Regions from separate parts of the Arachis hypogaea genome. Here region 2 is linked to region 1. A link is a contact called in public Hi-C data. All regions are on one chromosome and are shown on one strand. Each heading gives the region's core, a stretch centred on a gene start, on an enhancer-like site or on the middle of the called end of the contact. The rest is flanking DNA. Distances are from core to core; before and after follow the strand shown. Region 1 holds the start of LOC112786902 (probable boron transporter 2). Region 2 has its middle 6.3 kb from the start of LOC112784965.

What was found. Hi-C and Micro-C count contacts between places; a contact is called where the count stands out from the background.
Region 2: a contact with region 1 is called in a Hi-C map of an unstated tissue, with 4 times the contacts expected there. The contact joins the enhancer-like site here to the promoter of LOC112786902 in region 1. A contact is called at or near these places in 3 of 8 Hi-C or Micro-C datasets (leaf and an unstated tissue).

Annotation. Positions count from the first base shown.
Region 1 is chr20:130,328,801-130,335,493 of arahy.Tifrunner.gnm2.J5K5, reverse strand. LOC112786902 (probable boron transporter 2) reads left to right here and starts at 2,750. Exons shown (of 12, transcript XM_025830282.3): 1 at 2,750-4,232; 2 at 4,398-4,480; 3 at 4,563-4,755; 4 at 4,870-5,008; 5 at 5,116-5,290; 6 at 5,503-5,669; 7 at 5,764-5,937; 8 at 6,061-6,156; 9 at 6,399-6,536; 10 at 6,625-6,693. The coding sequence starts at 4,129.
Region 2 is chr20:130,415,805-130,422,273 of arahy.Tifrunner.gnm2.J5K5, reverse strand. No RefSeq gene overlaps it. Among protein-coding and RNA genes, the nearest start is that of LOC112784965, 6.3 kb to the left of the region's middle. Within about 2 kb of position 1,858, at least 3 of the 3 cell types and tissues checked have open chromatin away from gene starts, as enhancers often do.

The DNA.
Region 1 (6,693 bases), core at 1,501-4,000:
TTTCTCCTTTCACATATATGCTCTGGTTGTTGTTGTTGTCACCGCTAGATGAGAAGGTGAAGGTAGAAGAGGAGAAAAAAATCAGAGGTGGGTGGTTGTTGGTGCTGCGCGGCGGAAGTTGAGCGGCAGACAGAGTGTAAAAGGAATGATGAGAGTGGAAAGAGCAGTGTTTGGGATTTTATTGATTTCAGAGATTTTGTTGTTAACTTTGCCATTTTTTTTGTTTGCGGTGGTGGTCGTTTATAGTAAAAAATTTTGAAAGGATTTTTCGATCTGAGACAAACGAGTTGGGTGCTTTGAAATGAAGCTAGTTGCATACCTGTTTAATTAGAAGAGGAAATGGAAGGAGAAGGGGAAGGGGAAGGGGAAGGGGATGGGGAAGAGGAAGGGGAAGGGGAAGGTTGGGGATGGGGATGGGGATGGAACAGATTGGAAATTGGGAGGGGGGTTGGTTCTACGCTACACCCTTTTTTTTTTTTTAATTAGGGGTCTACGATACGCTTTTTTTTCTTTTTTTTTTTTATATTCAAAACGACGTCGTTTTAAGGTTCCGATGAACGAAAAATGATTCCGGGACTACTATGAGTCCCGGAGTACAATTTCGGGGACGAATTTGAGGAACTATTAATTTTAGGGATCATTTTGAGGCTCAAGTGCAAGTTCAGGAACTATTTTGAGGCTTAACTCATTTAGAATCTTAGGGTGGGGGGTAGAGTTAGGGTTTAGAGATTCTCAACGCGCAAATAAAGTAGAATAAAATTTAAAAAAAATTTTCAATCAGTGAATAGAATTATAATATAGTTTAAATCCTATCATACCCTACTCATTATCAGCACTATAAATATTAAGTACTTTTTTCATTTAAAAGTGATTGCCAATTTGAAAATTTAATATATCTAGATTTAATTTTAGTAAAGAAATTAAGCAAATTGAGTTATAAACGAATGTATTCGCTCTTCTAAATGGCTACTATTAGGTAGCATTTGTTTTGAGGTATTGAAACAGAGACTGAAAGACTGAGATTCAGTATCATGTTTGTTCGTTCAGAGATTGGTACTAAAATTTTTGTCTCTATCCTTAAAATTTCAGTATTTCAGTACCTCCAAAAAGTAGGAACACAGAGGACTAAAATTTTTAGAAATGGAGACTGAAACTTTAATAACATTTTATACCTAAAATATCCCTATTTCAATTAATTAATTCCAATTTTACCCTTTGTACAAATTAAATTAGAGTTTTATTCTTGTTTCAATTTCTGTCTCCCACTTTATACTAAATAAAATACTAAAATTTATTTCAATCTCTGTCTCTTAGTCTTTCTCTCAGTCTCAATCTTTCTATCTCTATCTCTCCACCAAACACTACCTTATAGAATTAATTGATGGAGTAATAAAATGAGGGATCACATAGACATCACATATACAGTATAAAAAAAAATAGACATCACATATACGTTAAAGCAAGGGATTAAAATAATTTTACATGTAGTTTTTTATAGGAACTTAACTAATGTCTGATCTCTCCAAATATATTTTTTAGACAAAAATAATAACTAAAAATAAAAAATATTTTAAAATATAAATTAATATGTTGCTTCATATTTAGGACTCAAATTATTAATTTAATATCGTTATAAGGCCTTACTAAATTTCTTATTCGTGGTCTCAAGTTCAAGTTTTTAGAAGGGTAATAAAAAAAAAGTGTTGGAAAAAAAGAGTCATATAACTCAAGTTGATTTAATAAATCCCTAGCTATATAATAAGGTTCATAATGCATACAAGTTTTTTTTTTTTTTTTTTTTTTTTTACGGATCTTCAGATTAATAAAATAAATTATTGTATATATAAAATAAAATTTAAATTTTAATACTTATTTAATCAGATAAAAAAACTAATTATTTGTCTAATTTAAGTTGATTATAATACCTACGACTATATGTGTGGTGTAAAAAGGACATAGAATTTGTACATCATTTATTTTTTGCTTGTGAGTTTACATGGCAGGTGTGGTGTGCATGATTGACGTTCACTGATAGAGCTTGGACCACCCCGGAAACCCCTAAAGAGTTCTTTGAGAGTTGGACTGGAGTAACAGGTGGGAAGTCTAAGCAAAAGAAATGGCTGATAGGATTCTGTGCAGTTATTTGGAACATCTGATTAGAGCGGAATAGCAGAATTTTTTAGAGAGTAGAAACAAGTGCTAAAGGAGTTAAGATTATGTCCTTCTTGAGCTATAAGGAATGGTGTGGAGTAGATCCGTTTGGTTGTTGATGGCAATGCTAGAGATGACAACGAATTACAACTTTTCTTTATGTTTATGATTTATTTTTGTTGTTCTTAGTTTCTTTTGCTCCACTTTATTGTGTTGAGCTACCTATATTCAAAAAAAAAAAAAACTACGACTAAAATTTTTAGCTTACTTATTATTATTGTTTATAAATCTCAAATAAAATTCTTATTTATTATTAAAAATTGAGATTTTATATAAAATAAAAATTAAATTAAATATATAAAAAGTAAAATTATAACACAATTTAAATCCTAAAAACATATTATGTAATAATTTTTTTTTGAATCGGATGATTTACTCAAAATCATAATATTAAAGGATTTTTAAAAGTAAAGGAAAATTTACCTACTTTTTTTTTCTTCTCTTTTTCTCTTTCCTTTCAGCATGAAACAGCACAAAATCTTTTCTTATTTCACTATTTTCTGTTAAGGAAAATGAAAAAGAAAGCCTAAAATAAAATAACTTTGAACACGCAACTATCATTGTCCTGAACGGTTACCAAAACAACTTGTTTATCTGTGTGTGCTGTTATGTCTTGCTTTATGATTTGTTTACTGTGTCACACTCATTTTAGCTGCTTCTGCTTACTACCTCAGCACTACCAACTCTCTCTTTCTGATATTTCATATTACCACTTTCAATCCTCATTCAAGAAATTTATATATAACTAAACCCAATTGTCCATTACAATCATCTCTGCCACACAAACAAAAATCCCTCTCATTGCACCCTTTTTTGCCTGTTCTTTCAATTTTACAAAGATCTCACTCATATAATAATACTAATTGTCTTCATTTCCTTGTTTTTGTGCTTCATTGGAATTTAGTTTGTTCTTCTCTCTTCTGTGTTGGTCTTTTGGGTTTGTCTCAATCTTTGTTGTGTCTCAAGAATCAAACTTAAATGTAAACTGCACACTACCTGCTTGTTCTTTTGTCTGCTCCAAGTCTTTGCTTTCTTTCCCATTTCTAGTGCTCCTTGCTGAAAAATGTAATTTTGACTTCAGATTAAGGTACCCTTTTGGCTTTTCCAGTTAATGCCCAGATCCTCAAAAGTGTTGTGAAACATTTCCAATCATGGGTTTTTTGTCAATAATGGAATCTCGTTAATCTTTGATTCTTGTGTTCTTTCCATGCTCATTCTTCTCATCAGCAGCTTCTGAAACATAAGAAAATGCAGGCTGTGATGATGGCTTTTCGTTAGTTAGTTAGTTAGTTAAGACACTCTCCGGATATTGCATATGTAACTGGAATGCTGCCACTTTTGCTTCAACTTAGATAGCATATGGAGGATAATCAAGAGAAAGGGTTGGTCTTGGATCTAGGCTTTGCCATGGCTGAACGCTAATCTTCAATCAAAGCTTTGTGGAGAGTGTCTTTTCTTCTTGTTGACTATTGAAGAACAAAATCTCTGATAAAGTTTCGGTTGGATATGTAATTCCAACTGTGTTTTTTTGTTCAATTACTGACTCATTCTTTTGTTAGACATAACCAATATATGTGGAAAAGTTCATAGATTATTATTTGATATGTAAATTCTTAAGCTTGGATTCATTAATTTTTGACCCCTTTATCAAGGGCCTGATGATAATCTTCTCAACAACCAAAACAAAATGAGTATACCTTCTTCCTTCTTTCCTGTTTAGGATGATATGTAGGATTCTGTTTTCCCTGCCCAGAGATTTATCCGAAATTTTGTACATGCGGTCTTAATCAATGTTTCTTTAACCTCTAGAGCTGGCTTAAAGTGAATCAGCATCTTTCAATTTCATCTGCTGCTTCTTTGTAGTCAATAAACCAGAACATAAGATAGACTTTAATTGCTTGGTAGTCCAAGACTTTCATGGAAGAAACATTTGTTCCCTTCCGTGGGATTAAGAATGACCTGAAAGCGAGAATTTTGTGCTACAAGCAAGACTGGACCAGTGGATTCCAATCTGGTTTCAGGTTTGTGATATAATGTTGATGGTTGTTATTTTTGGTAATCTAACTAGCTGCCATAATTTTTAACCAAATCATGCCTGTTGCATACAAAATTTTGAACATTTTGCTTGAGTTTTATACAAGAAAATTTGTTGATGAATCTTGACATTGTGTTATACTGTTATATAGGATCCTGGCCCCAACAACATACATATTTTTTGCTTCAGCAATTCCGGTTATATCTTTCGGGGAGCAACTGGAGAGAAATACTGGTACAAGAAAAATTTTCAGGTTCATTGTAATTTTAGTATTTCAACCACTGTTTGCTAAGAAATGCTTTATCATTTTCTACAGATGGAACTCTCACTGCAGTGCATAGTCTGGCATCAACAGCTATTTGCGGCATTATCCACTCGGTCTTTGGAGGTCAGCCACTCCTCATTGTAGGTGTAGCTGAGCCCACAGTTCTGATGTACACATTCATGTACAACTTTGCAAAGGATAGAAAAGATTTGGGACACAAATTGTTCTTGCCTTGGACTGGATGGTATCTTTTGAGCTCCTTGAATGTTGTGTTCTTTTTAAGTTTAGGATTAACTACAATGAATGTGAAATAACTTTCTCCACTTTATTTATTTATTTTGTCTTATTTTACTTTCAGGGTGTGTGTTTGGACTGCCTTGTTGCTTTTCTTGCTTTCCATTCTTGGTGCATGCTCCATAATCAACAGATTCACACGCGTTGCTGGTGAACTATTTGGTTTGCTAATTGCAATGCTCTTTATGCAGCAGGCCATAAAGGTGAGTATTGTTCAACCATGAGCCCCTTTTCTTGTGGAAACTCCCATTAACAATCACATAAATGAAATTTTGGTTTAATAATAATGTTAATGATCTCCATTTCAAAGGGACTTGTTGAAGAATTTGGTGTACCTAAGAACCAGAGTGAAGGTAGTACTAATCAGATTGCACTCCAATCCTCTTGGCTGTTTGGCAATGGAATGTTTGCGTTGGTCTTGTCATTTGGCCTTCTTTTTACCGGACTACAGAGCCGTAAGGCTAGATCCTGGCGTTATGGGACAGGTATTGGTTATACTTCTAGGTCGAGATCTGAAATTCAGTAATTTACATTTCAGCATAGAGTGCAAATTTGACATGATTTCGATAAACTACTTTCATGTCATCAAGTACTTTGAGGCCTATTTTCCTTTTTCTCAATTGGAAAATGTCTTCCCAGTCAAAAGTTGCTTGTTTTATCAAGATTTCATTCTTCTAAACTGTGGTCACATTAATAGGTTGGCTAAGGGGATTAATAGCTGATTATGGAGTCCCTATAATGGTTCTTGTGTGGACTTCTGTTTCTTATATACCTGTTAATAAAGTTCCAAGGGGAGTCCCCAGGCGACTTTTCAGTCCAAATCCATGGTCTCCTGGTGCATACTCAAATTGGACTGTTATCAAGGTAATGTCACTATATGGAAGGCCTCATTCTTGCTTTGCCCCTTGCAAAGCAAGCATAGTTCATTGCTCAAATTTTCTTTAAAACTTTTTTGTAGGAGATGTTGGATGTGCCGATCTTATATATTATTGGAGCATTTATACCAGCAACTATGATTGCTGTGCTTTACTACTTTGATCACAACGTTTCATCACAGCTTGCACAACAGGAGGAGTTCAATCTAAGAAAACCCCCATCTTATCACTATGACTTGCTAATATTGGGAATTATGGTATGTATCCTCTTTGAAAACCTGTCAATTTAATTGCAACAGAAGTGGTGGAATAGCTACCCACTTTCTACTACATCTAGCAAAATATATCCCTTATGAATTCATATTCATGTTGCTTGCTAGACCATACTCTGTGGGCTTATTGGTATCCCTCCTTCAAATGGTGTGATTCCACAATCTCCAATGCATACCAAAAGCTTAGCTACCCTAAAACATCAGGTGTGTCAGTTATAATAACTTTGAACATATCTCAATCATTAATCATAACCTGACTGTCTTACAGGTTTTCTTGGATTTTGTTCAAAATTACAGTCGAATAATTTTAATTCTCTTAGATATCGTTTTGTTTCTTTTCTCTTAATCAGGTTATTGACAAACTGTTATTGCCTGATTTCTTTAAGTCTTGTCTATTTATAACTAAGCTAATTGATTATGATGGATATTTGTTTCATTTGGAGTAGCTTTTACGAAATAAGCTTGTATCTACTGCACGAAAAAGCATGCGGAGAAATGTGAATCTGAGTCAGTTATATCAAAGTATGCGAGAAGCATATGACGAAATGCAGACTCCTTTGGTTCCTCAAATGCCACCTACCTTGGTAATTTTAATCCTAATGGTATTTCCATTTGATTTGAAAGTTTTTTGATCTTCTTTCTCCTTAATCCTTTGTTTCACCCATCAATCAGGGCCTGAAGGAGCTGAAGGAATCAACCATTCAACTGGCTTCAAGTCAAGGATACATTGATGCTCCTGTT
Region 2 (6,469 bases), core at 609-3,108, 88 kb before region 1:
AAGCTTGACTGGTGGAAGTGAAAGATGCTTTGCAATTTCACTGTAGACAATAACCATAAGTCGGGTCAAAAGACTCCAAACCACAATCCCAAACTAACAATCATGAAAGCATGACCATGTTAAAAATCAGAACTAATCTCCTGAAGATGGTAAATTATCCATCAGACCAAAAGGTTCAAAACACTAATCAGCAAAAGATGCACATATTCTTACGCAGCCATTAGACTCACCAAGGATCCTCTTCTGAAGCTAGCAATTCAACCATCAAACCACCAAAAAATATTATGATGCATTTGACCAATGTTGTCTTCAGCATTAAACAAGCAAAAACTCATTTTCTATGGAATTTATCTTGCTATTATACCAATTTTCAGAAAAAAATGTTTATCATACGGGACCAAAACCACATAAATTTGCCATGACCAATAACTTTCTTCATACTTTGGAATAACATACCCCTTCAACAAAAATGAAGAGACTAAAAAAAGTCTCGATGATGAACATAATACTTCATTTTACTCTCATATATATATATATATATATATATATATATATATATATATATATATATATATATATAATACTACTACTACTATTTGTGAATGATAATTTCATAAACATGCCACAATTACGTAGGTATTCATTTCTCGTATTAGGATTAAATTAACTGGCACAAACTTCACCAAATACACAAGCCAAGGCAAGTGCAATTAAGATAAGATATTTACCTGTTTTTAATGGATAAGACTTCTTCCATTTGCTTTCCCTTAACCCATTCAGTAGCTGCAAAAAAAAGAGAGAGAGAAACAGAAACTAAGAACAGAGCAGAACAGAACCATCGCCAGTAATCTCCCAATCTTTTCCCTTTTTTATTATTATTTATTCAATTATTTTTCACTCCAGAAGCTACGTAATATTCATCTACATCATAAAAGATCACAACCATCACTCCACATATCAAAATTCACGAACCCTAGGGTTTCCCTTCCTCTCTCTTTTTTGCCTTTGTAACTCCAATATTCCTTTCGTACTCTTCTAAATAACAAAAATAATCACAAGTTTAAATTTTAAAACCAAAATAATTATATCTAAGCTCGCATATTCGCAACAAACTAGTTCAACAAAAGTTCAATCGATCATGAATATGAACGAAAAAGAAAACTAACCTAGAGAGGAAGAAGCGATGGCGGATCCACAACCGAAGGTTTTGAAGCGAGCATCAACGATCTTGCCGGTTTCCTCATCAACCTTGATCTGAAGCTTCATGACATCACCACAAGCTGGTGCACCTACAAGGCCGGTGCCGATGCCGGTGTCGTCCTTGTCGAAGGAACCGACGTTGCGTGGGTTGTTATAATGGTCCACCACCCTCTCGTGGTAAAACCGCCGTGCCACTGAAGTAGCAGCAGCCGGAGACGCCGCCTCTAACGACGCCGTTCCACCGGTAAGTCTCTTTGCTGCGAGCCTCAGCATCTTTTTTTTGACTTTTTTGTGTTTGTCGTCAGTTAATCAGTTTGGAAATAGAAATTCAAAAAGACAGAAAGAGAGGTGAAGGGAATAAATAGGTTCCCTTTAAGGCGGTTGTTCTCTGTTTACGTGGCGGGTAGACAACAGATGCTTCTTTTTTCTTCTTTTTTTTTTTTTTTTTTGGTTGTTTTCTTCTTTTTATTCCGGATGAAATTTTTGGACAATTACAAAGCGTAGTCTGAATTTTTTGAGCTTAAATAGGATAAATTTACCAATTGAAAGAGGTAATGGTCATGACAAAAAAAATAAAATAGGTAATGTTTATTGGACCTCTATTGGGCCAAGAAGTGTCATTATTTGCTATTTGGAAATCATAGTAAAAGTCCTGACCAAAAACCAAAATAAAAGTTAGAAACTGGCTTGGGCTGGGCTTCGGCCTTGTTAAAGCTGTGTCCAAAAATCATATTTGGTAAAATAACAAAGAGAGAAGTTTAGGGTTTAGGATTTATTACTTAAAAAAACAAGAAATTACCTAAAAAAACAAAGTGAGAAGTTAACTAACTTGGTCAGTTCACTCGTTTATTTAAAAAAGTGTTAGAAATTTTCAAATCATGCATTGTATATATGCAATAATTTATTGGCCAATAACAGATCTTTAAATAAAATTCAGATCCATAATGAATTAGTTTTTACTTTACTAGAATAGGAGATACCTTGAAAAGAAAAAGTGAAGAGTTAATTAATTTATAACTTTAAATGCAATAAGTTTCAACACCTTGATTCAAACTTAATTAGATAATTATTTTTTCACCTTATCCAACTACTCACTTAGGAGAACTTAATATTTCTTTTTTAAAACAAGTGTTTGCAGTCCAAAAATATTTGTGGAGGCGGCAATAGCGGGTTGGAGGAAGAGAGAGGGGTTTGTAATATGAGAAACAAAAGGATAAAATTAAAAAAATAAATTTTGACGAACAATTAATTGTCAAAAACTTTTATGGAGGGATAAAATAAAAAATCTTTAGAAATGCTGGGAGTCTTAAGTGTATTATTTAGAAAAAAAAAAAAAACTGAAATGTGGGCGTGGTTTAAAAATAATGTATTTGCACTTGGGATTATCTCAAAATTTTATGTTTAACATAACCCGGCTTGTAATGTTTTTTTTTTAAAAAAAAAAACAGAGTAAACTGAGAAATTATTCCCAAATGACACTAGACATATATCTAATGAGAAAGTACAGGGAGCCAAAGGCCTAAATGTACAATATGTACAATGGAGGTTTAGGAAATATTAGAGATATGATTATTAGTGTTACATTATCCTGTCAGGTTACGCTTTTGAGATGAGTGGTTTCATGACATTGTATTAGAGTTCTAGATCCGAAAAATCATGAGATGTTTATTATCCTGGTATCCGGATGGTTATTCTGTATAGTATAGGTGATGTTCATTTTATTCATAGACCAAAGATTTAGCCCATTGTACACATTGTACAATTAGGCCATTGGCTCCCTAGCATTACTCATATCTAATACATCTTCTCACACTAATTAACAAAAATTTTTCATTTTAATATTCTACTATCTCAAAGTCTTATGTATCTATTAAAAAAAAAAAGTCTTATGTATAGTTGAATGCCAATATAAAATACTAATATTGTATCAAAATTGATCTTTTAAAAGATTTGTTAATGAAGGAAATAAATCTTATGAATACTATATATCGTCCCAACTGTTGGCCGCTTTTTAAAATATTTGACCAATATCACCTTTTTCATTGATTTATATGTGATCATAATTCATCATAAAATATATAACTATTATATATAGCTATAGTTTTTTTAAGCAACCATTCCCGTGAACAATGAAGACTTAAATATTCTTTTATTCGTTAATTTAGTAAGAATTCTATAACTAAAATGGTGAATCTTAGGGTTGATGGCTTCATGAATTATATATGCTACATACCTATATGTTTGTTTACTTACGGTATTTCCGTTTGAAGGTTCACTACGCACTCTTTCGGATTTTCAGTCCATTTCACTTCAAAGAATTAAAGCACTCACGCATATAACTCTATCTCTATGATAGATTGATAGGTGAACACCAAAAAAGAAAAGAAAAAACTCTACGATAGGTATATATTTTTATAATTGCGTGCTATGTATATATTAAAATTAATTATTTGTATAAAATATACATTGAAAATAAATTAAACAATGTATATTTATATGAAAAAATTAGTGTCAAGTATCATTAAGAGACTTTAATCAATAAAAAAAATCAATCATATCAAAATTATTAAAAAGAACCAAATAGATATTATACTCAAAAATGACTAACAAATAAAACTTAAAAATACAAAATTATCTTATTATTCTCTTATTCTCTCTGTATTTTTTGCTCCATATTTTTTTCTCCTCTGTCATCTCCATCGTCGCCATGCTGGTAACCAATAACAAAGAACATGTTGGCTATAGAGTCTCAATTTCAGCAATTATAGTATGTTATTGTCCAAATGCTTGTTTTTCCTCAATTTTCTCAAACATTTTTTTTCTTCACTAGCACTTTTCTATGAAGAACCTTGTGTTAACATTGATCCTCATTTCAGCAGCATAACGAGATTTCTTATGACCAAAATTATTAATGGGAGTTTAAATATTGGAGAAGTTTGTTATGCACGCAAGGTGCTCGATGAATCTTGCTTCAGCAGCATAATGAATTTCTCATGTCTAAAATTATTTTTATTTTTTATCTAAAAAACTGATAATTACTAATTTATAATAACAAAATAAAGAAGAAGAAGCAAGTGGCAATAAAAATGACGGAGCAAGTAACAGAGAGAAGAAAAGAGAATAATAGAATAATTTTATCATTTTAAATCTTATTTATTAGTCTTTTTTTAGTATAATATTTATTTGGTCCTTCTTAAGAATTTTGATACGATAGATTTTTTTGTTAATTAAAATTTTTTAATGGTCTTTGACACTAATTTTTTTATTATTTATATTTATACATAAATTTATAATGATTGATTTGGTAATTAATTTTTTATACGTATATAACATTTTTTATATATTTATTTATGAAATTTTAAATCATTGCTTAGATGAAATATTTTTAAAATCAAGACTTTGGTTAAAATATAGTATGTCTTTGTATGTACCTTTGTCACTATTATCTACCATAAAAAACTCCACTTTATTTTTCACCACCATGAATCATCATTTTTTTAAATGTGCATGTGTTTGAACTTTTTCAAATAAAATGATGTAATATGTTTGAATTTAAATATTTGATGATATAATAATGTTTTTTTAGTGGCCATTATTTTTTTCTGTCAGAATTTATTTATAATACTAACAGTATATTAATATCACTTTCAAAAATTACAATTTCAACGTAATTTGCTGGTCAAAACCCTCAGCGCAAGTAAACTTTTTCCGTTGGTCGACTCTCAACAAGGACACCAATTAGGAGAGTTCACAAATCAGATTATTTCTACAAACTTATAGTATTTTATCTGTATCTGTTTCTTAATTTATAGATATAATTCAATCCAATTCGTTCTCTAATCGGATTGGATTACAGATATCACATCTTGACATCTATACTTGTGAATTCGATTCGTATATATGTGAGTCTGCATAAAATAATAAATAAATAATGTATATGTTGTATTTATATATTTTTTATTCTAATTAATAATTATTATGCATATATGTTATATTATTTTATTTTTATTATTTAAAAAGTTAGTTTAATAATATTTTAAGAGTAAATATGTCTAAAAAAATAAAAATTTTTTTATTAGAGTGAAAAAAGGATTTTATTAACTTTTTTAATAGAAATAAGTTTATTGAATATATTTTTTATTTAGCGGATATATCTGATACCCAATTTGATCTGAGCATAAAAAATGTGAATATTATTAATAATTAAATCTAATTCAATGAGTTTACTGCATAGTGAATCAAAACTTTGATTATATCCGATCCAATTCGTGAACATTTTTACACCAAAGTAATAAACTACAAAATCTAGGAAAAACCATCACTACAAAAAAAAAAAAAAAATAGCACTACAAGGCAAACAAATTTTATTATTTTGGACTATCAATTAGTCAGCATTAATATTTTATACACAAATTTAAATACATTAATTTTTCTTAAAAATTCACTAACAAAAATTATTTCAAAAGTAATTATCCTCAAAATTAAATCAAAGAACCCTGCTAGCTAGAAGTTGCTCTTGTATTTGCCTTTTTGAATTGAAAAACTATATGTTTTAAGAGAAAATGCTAGAAAACAAGCATTAGATCTATAATATTTCGTTAAAATTATGATGTAATTTTGTTTTCAAAATAAATGTTATTTTTCTATATGTATTTAAAAATTATTCTGAACAATATCTATGTCAGTATATTATTTTTCTCAACATACCTGAATTTTTCTTAAAAAAGTTCATAATGGATATATATTCCAGATTTCTTTTATTTTTCCACCTTAATTTTATCTTATGATAGAAATTTTCTAACTAGCACATTTAATTAGTAGTTAAAAATTAAGGATCTAAGCTGTAATTATCCTTACATAAGTCTCTAATTATCACAAAGAAAAATTTAAAAAATAAAAAAGAGTTTAGATCTAAGCTGCGTAATTATCCTTATATAAGTCTTTATGTGAAAAAAAAAATTCTATAAAAACTAAAAGATAGATCACAGCCTCAGAGAAGACTTTAGAAGATATTCCCTATCAAGAAAACAATTTGTTATTTTAAAATAATTTTCCTAATCGATGCCCTAACAAACATATTAACTAATATTGTTTGACTTATCCAATTATTCGGGTTGTTTAGTAGACATAATAATGCATTTTTAACCAAAAAAAAATCAAATTCTAATAATAACAATCATAATAATTATTAAATTAATTATCAATATAAAATATATATTAAAATATAAATTATAATTAAAAATAAATTAAATAATTAAATAAATATATA